Linked DNA regions of Sus scrofa: region 2 is linked to region 1. A link is a contact called in public promoter capture Hi-C data. All regions are on one chromosome and are shown on one strand. Each heading gives the region's core, a stretch centred on a gene start, on an enhancer-like site or on the middle of the called end of the contact. The rest is flanking DNA. Distances are from core to core; before and after follow the strand shown.

Region 1 (4,743 bases), core at 1,213-3,712:
TTTGCAAGTGCACAAGGTCCATACAGGAGAAGGTAAGGACAGCAGCAAAGGACAGCAGCAGAGAGAAAGAGAGGAAAGAATTCACTGCTTTACCCCTGCTCTCTCCCTTCCCCATTTCCTCACTCACTCACTCCTTGCCCTTTGTCTCTATAAAAGATTCCAGGCACCAACCCATGAATCTCTACTTGAGTTGGCATGGCCTTGTAATCTATATTTTCAACACGTTCTATAGGAGAATTAGATGGGCAGATGAATCTCCCTTGAACCCCAGTACCTGGCTTCTGTGAGAGGCTTGCTATTTCCGTCATTAACCTTTACTCTGTCAGTCTGGAGACCAAATCACCCTGCCTTTCAAAGCCTCTCTGACAGCAGTTCACTGCTTCAAAGCAGGACAAAATAAAGAGGATGATAGATGATGCAAAGAAATCTGTTTATTGATTTCCTTTAATGTATGTATAGAAACACAAAAATCCTAGGTCTCCCAAGTGGGAAAAAGAAACTCGTTCATCAGCTATGGCTTGAGACATCTCCTTTAAGATATTCTCTTTGTGCTAATATTCACTGATTTTGTATTCACTTAACAAACTTTGATTTTTAATGGGATCCTACTATGAATTAAAAAACAAAAACGAAAGGACTTACCAGCTGCCCTAAGTGTTATGGTCCTCTTGGTATTTACACATTTTATGGTCAATCTGCACAAATTCCCTTCACTTTCCTGGTCTGTAATCAGAAGAACTAGGTAACCAAGACCTAATCACCCATCAGCAAACTAATAAACTTAATCTGTAGAACTGGGTAAGGTAATGAATCTTAATGGAACTAAGCTGGAACTACCAGGAGAACCGTGACCACAGGGCTGAGTCATCACATTAGGGATAGCTCAACAACTCCTTTCCCCACATATTCTTGGCCGCATCCCTCCATGAGGGAAAGACTTAAAAATGAGAACTAAGTAATTAGGTTGCAGCTTTACCTACCTAGATCCCTTTGCCTGCTCATGCATAACAAGGTCTTGAGATGGTGAGACCAGCCAAGTTGAGAAGTTGGTTTTTTTTTCTTGTATCTTCTGTCTTTCTAGGGTCACACCCATGGCATATAGAGGTTCCCAAGCTAGGGGTCCTCAGAGCTGTAGCCACCAGCCTACACCACAGCCACCCACAGCAGCAATGTGGGATCCGAGCCGGGACTGCCACCTACACCACAGCTCATGGCAGCCCAGATCCTTAACCCACTGAGCAAGGCCAGGGATCGAACCCACAACCTCAAGGTTCCTAGTCGGATTTGTTTCCGCTGCACCATGACGAGAATTCCAAGTTGAGAAGTTCTGAAGCAAACAGGGCAGTCTGCCAGGCCCTGGGCTCTGATGCTTGCAGGGACATTCCCAGGGACTGATGTGCCTTCCTCTGCCACCTGATACAAGGATGTGACAGGAAAGAACTACAAGGAACTGGAGCCCACGCTCTTCCACAGAACAAGCTGTGAAAAGTCAGACAGCCTCAGTTTCATGATTCAAAGCATCCTCCCTGCTTAACTGGCCCCCTACCTCACCTCAACCCACTAACCAAAAGAAATTGTCAAAGGCATAAGGCTTCTAGAGGCCTGTTTCCACTAGTAATCTAGGTGGTACAACATTGTTCTCTGAACCACAACCACCCAGGGGGCCTGCTGGCATCCATTTAGGCCTACCTCTAGCTGGCATTTCCTGGCTCCCTATGAGGATATAAAGAAAGGTATAAAGAAAGTCACCGCCTGTGCCCGCAAAGCCCTCGATGAGGCACAGGCTGCTATGGGGACACCAGGTGGCCAAAGGAGGGGTAGGCAAGGGCCGAAGATGCCCTTGGAAAGCCTGAGTGCAAATCTCTTAGCAGGGCCAGGGCAGGGGAATGGACTCAACCCTCTCTCTGCTCCCCTCAAGCATGGGGGATAAAGTGAGCATCTGGACTGAGGAGATCAAGAGTTAAAAGTTTTAACGCGGAAACTGGCTCAGGTCAGCTATGAGAGATACACAGTATGCTTAATATGAGCCCTCCTCAGGCACGAATTCATTTAAAAAGCGCAGGAAGAGGATTCTGTCAACTGTTTCGGAGGTGATACGAGTGTGGGGTTTGAAGAGGGACGGGGAAGAGGGGCAAATATCAGTGAGGGTTAGGCTGGTGCACCAAGGGGCCCAGGTGAGTGAGGAGAGAGTAGGAAGGGTTCCCAGGACAGGTGAAGCCCAAGGGTCAACGGGTGGGAAGGAGGCCAGGTAAATGGGGAAAAGCCGGAGAGGGGGGAGGGAGGGAAGAGGCAGAGACAGAGGTGGAGTTGGAGACTTGCGGGGAGCGAGTTCGTCACTGTCGTCACGGATAAAATGTTAGGAAGAAAGGCGTTGAGCAAGACGGGCCCGGAAGCTTCGCCGCGGAGTCAGTGCCCGCCCACGAAATTCTTAAAGCCCCGCCCCTAGCGCCTTGCGCATCCCGGGCGCAGAGTTCCTTTTGTCCGGCGGACCTATAGTTCCGGCCTCGGCGCTCCGGCGGAAAGTTTTGAGGACGGACTGTGCGGTTGATGGGGCACGGGGTGAGGGAGGGAGGCCGGAGTCTCTAGCTTGTCTTTGATTGCTTGTTGGGGTTGCAGGAGAAGGGGTCGGCGGCGGAGGATTACTCGGGGTCAAAGCCCGGCCTTCCCGCCGCCACGGCGGCCTCGGGCAGTCTCTGCGGCGCCAGTTCCGGGGTGCTGGCCTCCCCTCGCTTTGCCTCGCGGGATCATCGCTCCTCATTAGCATCACGATTTCGGCCCCCTGCCCAGGCCCCCTTCGCCACCTCTTCCCATTAGAGACTTCCAGATCTCAAAATTTTGGGGCTCACTTTAAGGTAAAACTAAATCCCCAGGCAGATGAGATCCAAATGCAGAAGTTCTGTATTTCCAGGTTAGCAGATAAAGTTGTAATTGAGAACGCGGGAGGGATTCCTCTGGGCGAGGGATGTCAGGTCAACAAGGCAACTTAAGAGTTGGTGAGCAGTTCTCGAGAAATTCGAGTAGAATCACGCTTTGTGAGGAAAACTGCTCAGAATCAGTTCTTTATGAATGAGCTAATTGGCTTCTTCCGGGAAGAATTATAAATGTGTAGGTGATGGAGATGGCCAAGTCAAGGGGCTGAGATATATTCTCAGGAGTACACTGTTCTTGAGGGGAAAAAAAACCGCACTGGTTGTCTTAAGCATTGTATGTAAACAGTACTTATGGAAAAGGGGTGGGGGTGGGGTGGAGGATTTAAGGAAAAAAGAAATTACATGGTGTTTTCACAAAATTGCTGGACTGTGTGGGCAAGGTTTTTGTTTGTTTTTAAATCAGGCCTAGGCTGCTTAAGTGAACTATCCTTCTAGAACATTCACTTCCATCTTTTACTTCTGCTTACAACCTAAGTTCTAAATTGGTTTCCTATGACTTTCCCATTGTTAAGGAGGTGTTTTTGCTGGCAGACACAAATACATCAGTCAGAAGAAGGAGCCAGATCCCAGAAGGGAAGTCTGCCAGTTAGAGTCTCCCATTCCAGTGTTACAGCAGATTGCATGAACTGGAAATGCTCTCTTGTATATGATCTAAATCTGTGTATCCTGTATCCCTTTCTCCTAAGAGGAGAGGCCAGTACTTCCTATCCCCCACTTTCAGTAACATAAAGGCCTCAGTGCATGAATGGGAATACTGTAGGAGCTGGATACACTGTACCTGAGCAGAATGCATAGGAGTCCCTGATATCTCTGCCTGAATGAGGAGAGGAGGAAGTATGTTTCTGGTGTCCTGAGTTAAAATTTATCATGTGTTTTGCTAAAGACTTAATGTTATATCGGTGCTTGGGGTAGTTCACTAGTCATTGTCAAGTATTTGTCAAGAGTGTGCTATGCACCAATTGCTGCGATAGGTTCTGAGGAGACCTTTGTGGGCAAAATTCCACACTGTCCCCGGGCTTCACGAGCTCATGGTCTAATGTAATGTAGCTTGAACCAGTATTGCACAAGACCTCATTTCTTGAACAACGCAGCTGAGACCCAGAAAGGACCTGGAAAGACTGAGTAGGTGAAATTGTATCAAGTTGATATGCCTAAACTCATGCTTTTGGTACCACAAGAAACCCACAGGCTCTCAGAGGCTGTTAACTTTGACTTTGGACACAGTTTTTATCAATTTTTATCAAGCTGGATTACTTGGCTCTCCAGCTCACAGTAGCCAAGAATCAGCAAATTGGAAAGAGGATGATTACAAAGAATTACTGTGGAATATAAGAATTACTGTGGAATACAAACTGATGGTCCAAAAATTAGTTATAAAGAGGCACCAAAACAGAGTACAACAACCTGGATCCCTTGAGTACAAAGCACTGTTTCCATGTAGTTTTTTGTTTGTTTGTTTGTTGGGGTTTTTTTGTCTTTTGTCTTTTTTTTTTTAGGGCCACATCCAAGGCATATAGAGGTTCCCAGCCAAGGGGTCGAATTGAAGCTGTAGCTGCCGGCCTACACCACAGCCACAGCAACTCGGGATCCAAGCTGCATCTGGGACCTACACCACAGCTCACGGCAATGTCAGATCCTTAACCCACTGAGCAAAGCCAGAGATCGAACCCACGTCCTCATAGATACTAGTGGGGTTCGTTAACCACTGATCCGTGATGGGAACTCCCAGGTGTGTTCTATATAGTACTTGTTCCATGGACCTTAACCAGTAATGTAGAGAAGAGTTAAATGTGAAACACAGAGTGAGCAAATT
Region 2 (4,743 bases), core at 738-3,237, 260 kb before region 1:
AACCAACATCCAAGTTCTAAACCAAACAGGAGAAATATTCTGATAGTTTATCTTGCTCTAAATTAATTACTTCAAAGCTAGCTAGCTAGCTGCCCGCTGTTCTTGTACCTTATTTAAAAAAAACAAATCTCCCTTTAATGACTAACACCGGTCTTCAGAGTCTCACTAAATATTTTCACCAGACCTCAGATGCCTTTAACCAATAGCATACAAATGAATCCATGTTCCCTTTCTGTATCTGTAAAAATGACTTTCCACTATGTGGGAGGTGGGGGTAGGAGTGCATAGTGAAGGTACTCACCCTATATAAAACTTGAGAAGACTAAGTGCTTATAAAGGTATATCATCAGCTATAATGCCAAGATTCGCAAAGTACTGGTAAAGCAATGTTTCTCGCTTTGTTTAGTCAACCATTCTCAGCACCCAGTGGCAAAGTCAGACACAGTCACCAAGCTTAACATTCTTTTTTAACTCCACCCTCCACTGTAAAGCTTTAATAGCAATGGCTTCTTCCTCCCTGGTAATGATCTTTGTTCAGCATACTACTGATGGCTGCCCTCCTAATTCAGGAGCAGAGAAAGAGCATCAGAGAGAGCGCATTCACTGAACAAAAAAAGCATTTACTGTACTTTTCTCTCTGAAAACTGTACCTTTTATCTTTGTTGATTAAAAAAAAAAACAAACTATTTGGATTCTTTCTGGACTAGCCAATAAGCAATTTTTCTTCACTCCACCCTCCAATGTTTTGTCCAAGGGCACTACATGTTTCCCTATCTTATAAAAAATATTTAATTTGACCAAAGAGCACACAACTTCGCCATGCGCCCCCCTCCCAACTCCCATATTTTGGCAAAGGTATGTGACCAACTAGGACTCTTCCCTTCCTGTTCTAAAAACACCAAAAGGTTGGATCCTCCCAGTGTTGCAGCAGGAAGCAACCAGTCCATAGCGATAAAGCAAGCTAGTATTTGTGCAGCGCACAACCTTTCCTGCTCAGGAACTGGGCCTTCAGGTCTGGCAAGGATAACAGCCGCCACCCATCCGCAACCCCTTGTCGGGAGCAGTGTTAAGAGTTATCCTGGGCTGGTTGCCGCTGGGTAGGGAGGGTAGGAGAAAAAAAGGATGGGTGCAAGTCACATCGGTCTGCCGGTCACTGCGACAAGTACGCGCGTGGGTGATGGGACCATCCCTCTTGCCCTAACCCCCACCACCACCACCACCACCCTCAGGGTCGCACAGGAGACACGGGAGAGCTCCTAAACTAAACTATGTGGGGAGAGGAGGCAGAAAAAGAGTTACCAACCACGGGGGCTGTGCGCGAAGGTTACGGACCTCGAGAGCTGTGGGGCGGGTGGGGGTGGGGCCGCTGGCCCGTTTGGGTTTTAACCAGGGCCTGGCCAAGGAGATGGGAGAACCGGACTAGGAGAGGCGTCTGGCCGTGGGGAGGGGCGTGAGGAGACGCAGAGGAGAGGCTTGCCCAAGGGGAAAGGGAGGTTGATAAGAAAAAGACCTGTAGTGGAAGTGTGCGCCGAAGGAAAGGTGTGGGAGCAAAGAGAAAGGCCTGTCAGAGGGGCTCGGGATGTCTGCTGAGGGGGCGCCCAACCCGAAAAGATGGAAGGTGGGAGGGGCTCCCCTTTGAAGAGGCCGTGGAACCCGGGAAATAAGGAAGGCGATGTGGGAGAAGGCAGTCAGCAGCGAGAAGGGGGCACGGTAGGGACGCTGAGGCTTCCTAAGGCCTCCGGGGAGGTCGCTAAGAGCCAGTGTGGAGCCTAAGTGAGGGGGAAAAAAAGGGACTGAGCTGCGAGACGGCAAAACGAACCGCACTGAGAGGAAGGGCTGAGGAAGGCCAATCTCAGAGCCGGGGCAGCCCGCCGGGCGGGTCCCCCGGGAGTGTCCCAGGCCCCCGAACCGGGACTCGGGGGCCTGTCCGAGAGCCCACAGCCTCACCTTTGAAGAGGTAGTCGTACTCGTCGTCGCGGGTGCCCATGGCCAGGCGGAGGAGCGAAGGGGCGGGAGCAGTAGAGAGACCGGTGGGACCAGGGGGCGTCGCTGCAGGGGTAACCCAAGCGCCGAGCTTCAGCTGCCGGACCGGGTGAAGAACCCCTCCCTGCCGCTACGCCACTTCCGGCAGGCCCCAGCCCCTAAGGGGAAGTACTTCCGGGGAGGCAGTACTCCGCCCCTGAATCCAAGAAGGCGGTAGGCGTGAACCTCGTGGGTCTCAAGTTCTGAGCCACTCCAGAAGGTTCCGAGGAGCTACTGAGCCCCGGCCTGTCGACTGACCGCACTCCCAGCTGCTGCTCACCACACTTCCTGGTCTCCTTTATTCCGCGGGCCGCCAGGCGGAGAAGCCGGGCGCTGGAGAGCACTGCAACACTGATTCCTTTGGTGGAACTGTGGATGGGGGCGGGGTTATCTAAGGATTAGAGAGCCGAAGGCGGCCTCTTGAGCGTGTCGGTTCCATGGTGTAATGGTTAGCACTCTGGACTCTGAATCCAGCGATCCGAGTTCAAATCTCGGTGGAACCTAGGACACTTTTTCCTAGCTATGTTTTTATAATTCATTTACTTATTCACTAGGTGATCGAGGTACAACCATGGTATATCTGTCCTTGAACTAAGTAGAGAGGAAATGACACATGTCTTTGCCTGGGAAAACTTCATATAGTTCCCTCTTAAGTTCTGTGCTGTCACCTAGGTGCTTTCTAAGTAGCCTCTGCGCTTCATTTTTTTAAAATGGGCCTTTGGACTTAAACCTGAATTCCAAAGCTTCCGTGACACCTGATTCCTTTTGCTAGAATCAGAATTCCTTTTGCTAGAATTCCATTTCTCCAGGAATTTCTCAAACCATCTCCAGATGTCATTCAAAGAACCTCGCCCACCCTCCTCCTCAAAATTCATCAAGAACTTCTTGCACCCTATTTGTCATCCCCTAAGCTAAACCTAGTTACATAATTATTTCATTTAACACACAGAGCAAAGGATGGCAATTAACATTTTAGCGGAAATGTGGATGGGGAGCCTCAAGAGATTACCGAAGACCACACAGCAGTACCTCCCTGTATTTTAAGAGAGTTTGTTAGGCTAAAAAGTTTTTCCCCTTTATTGTCAAACCCCACTACCACCTATATGCAATTTAGACTTTGGGGCAAGGGTACCTGTAGTAAGCTGAATAATGGTGCCCCAAAGATGTTCACTTCTCAGTCCCAAGGAACTGTGAATATGTTAGGTTACATGGCAAAGGGGAATTGCGTTCGCAGATGGACTTAAGGTTGCAAATCAACTGACTATAAAATAGGGAGATTATAAAAATCATTAATAAATACATATTAAAAGAAATAAAATAGGGAGATTAGCATGGATTCTTCAGGTGCGCCAAATGTCCTCTCGAGTGTTCTTAAAAGTAGGGTAGACAGAGGAGGTCAGTGATGTCATGTGAGAAGGCCTCAACCAGCCCATGTGGCTTTGAACATGGAGAAAGGGGGCCAGGAGCCTAGGAACATAGAAGCTTATTATAGAAGATGGAAAAGGCAAGGAAATTGATTCTTCCCTAAGGCCCCCCAGAAAAGAACACAGCCCTGCTGACATCTTGATTTTAGCCCAGTGAGACTCATGTCAGACTTTTGACCTACAGAATTACAAAATAATAAATGTGTGTTGCTTTAAGTCGCTAAGTTTGTGGTAATTTGTTTCAGCAGCAATAGAAAACTAATACAGTGCCATTTTCGATGCTTTCTGTGACAGTATAAAGCAACAGAAGGTTTACCTAAGGCCTAGATACTGCCTTGAGCATTATCCATGTTAGAGGAGAACAAAATTACTCAAACAGCTAAACATTATGTGTACTACAGATCACTTATGACACTCCTAGCACAACTCAGGTAGATAGTCAGGATGGATGCAAGAAAAGGGGGAGTATCAGTTACCAGACAGGCCTGAAGGAGAGTTCTGGCAACATGCCACAGTTCAGAGGGGCTGAGATAATTAGGAAGAACTCCCTGGAAGAAGAGGAACTAGCATTGACCCCTGAAGAAAGTAAGGAAACTTATGTGGGGAAATGGAGGAAATTAGATGATAAGAGCATGTTGAGCAAGGCCATTCATGCTCGAGGAAGAATTATGAACTTTTTCCCTTAAGTCATTGTTTCTCAATGGTGTGTCCTGAGAAGGTCAATAGTATTCCTCAAAAGAAGGAACTGCATGTTTCAATAAATTGAGAAGCACTGTACATGGTTTTCCCTACCTTAGAAGGTCCCCTAGCACACTGGTATTTTAAAGTCTAAATATGCCACTCTGAAGACAAAAAATTTTAACTGTGCTGAACTTAGCACTTCCTAGATTCACCTGTGAACAAAAAAAGAGCAAAGACTATTGTTCACCATCCAGTGATATAAGGGTTAAATCACAACCTATTGCAGTTACCTACCCTGACCTCTTAGGAGCAGTTTCTGAAAACTACCTAGAGGGCTATAGTCATCAGCAAGACCTTGAATAAAACTCACAACTCTCATGTTGTGTATTTCCCTTTAAATCAGCACACCAAACCACAGCACTCTTTTCCTGGGGAACACCTGAGCACTCCTCTGAACATTTGGGAGGGGGCCATAAAAGATTTGTGGACAGAGAGGCGACTGAAGTAAATCTGGCCTTTGGAAAAGTAAACTGTGTGGACTACAGGATTAGGATAAAGAAAGACTGGAGGTACAACAATCAGTTAGAAAGCTGTTGTAATTAACTAGGCACAAAAC

What was found. Promoter capture Hi-C pulls out the DNA fragments that hold promoters and counts their contacts.
Region 2: a promoter capture Hi-C map of fetal liver shows a contact between it and region 1, with 2.7 times the contacts expected there. The contact joins the promoter of RAB11A here to the promoter of INTS14 in region 1. A contact is called at or near these places in 2 of 5 promoter capture datasets (fetal liver and liver), 2 of 47 Hi-C or Micro-C datasets (epiblast stem cells and heart right ventricle) and 1 of 2 datasets of contacts at active chromatin or transcription factors (alveolar macrophages).

What each region holds. Positions count from the first base shown.
Region 1 is chr1:163,600,904-163,605,646 of Sscrofa11.1, reverse strand. INTS14 (von Willebrand factor A domain-containing protein 9) reads left to right here and starts at 2,462. Exons shown (of 12, transcript XM_005659853.3): 1 at 2,462-2,852. It overlaps SLC24A1 (sodium/potassium/calcium exchanger 1), which reads right to left and starts at 2,424. Exons shown (of 9, transcript XM_021100202.1): 1 at 981-2,424.
Region 2 is chr1:163,855,498-163,860,240 of Sscrofa11.1, reverse strand. It overlaps RAB11A (RAB11A, member RAS oncogene family), which reads right to left and starts at 1,987. Exons shown (of 5, transcript NM_001031788.1): 1 at 1,948-1,987. The coding sequence starts at 1,987. It overlaps TRNAQ-CUG (a tRNA gene), which reads left to right and starts at 2,454; the gene lies at 2,454-2,525.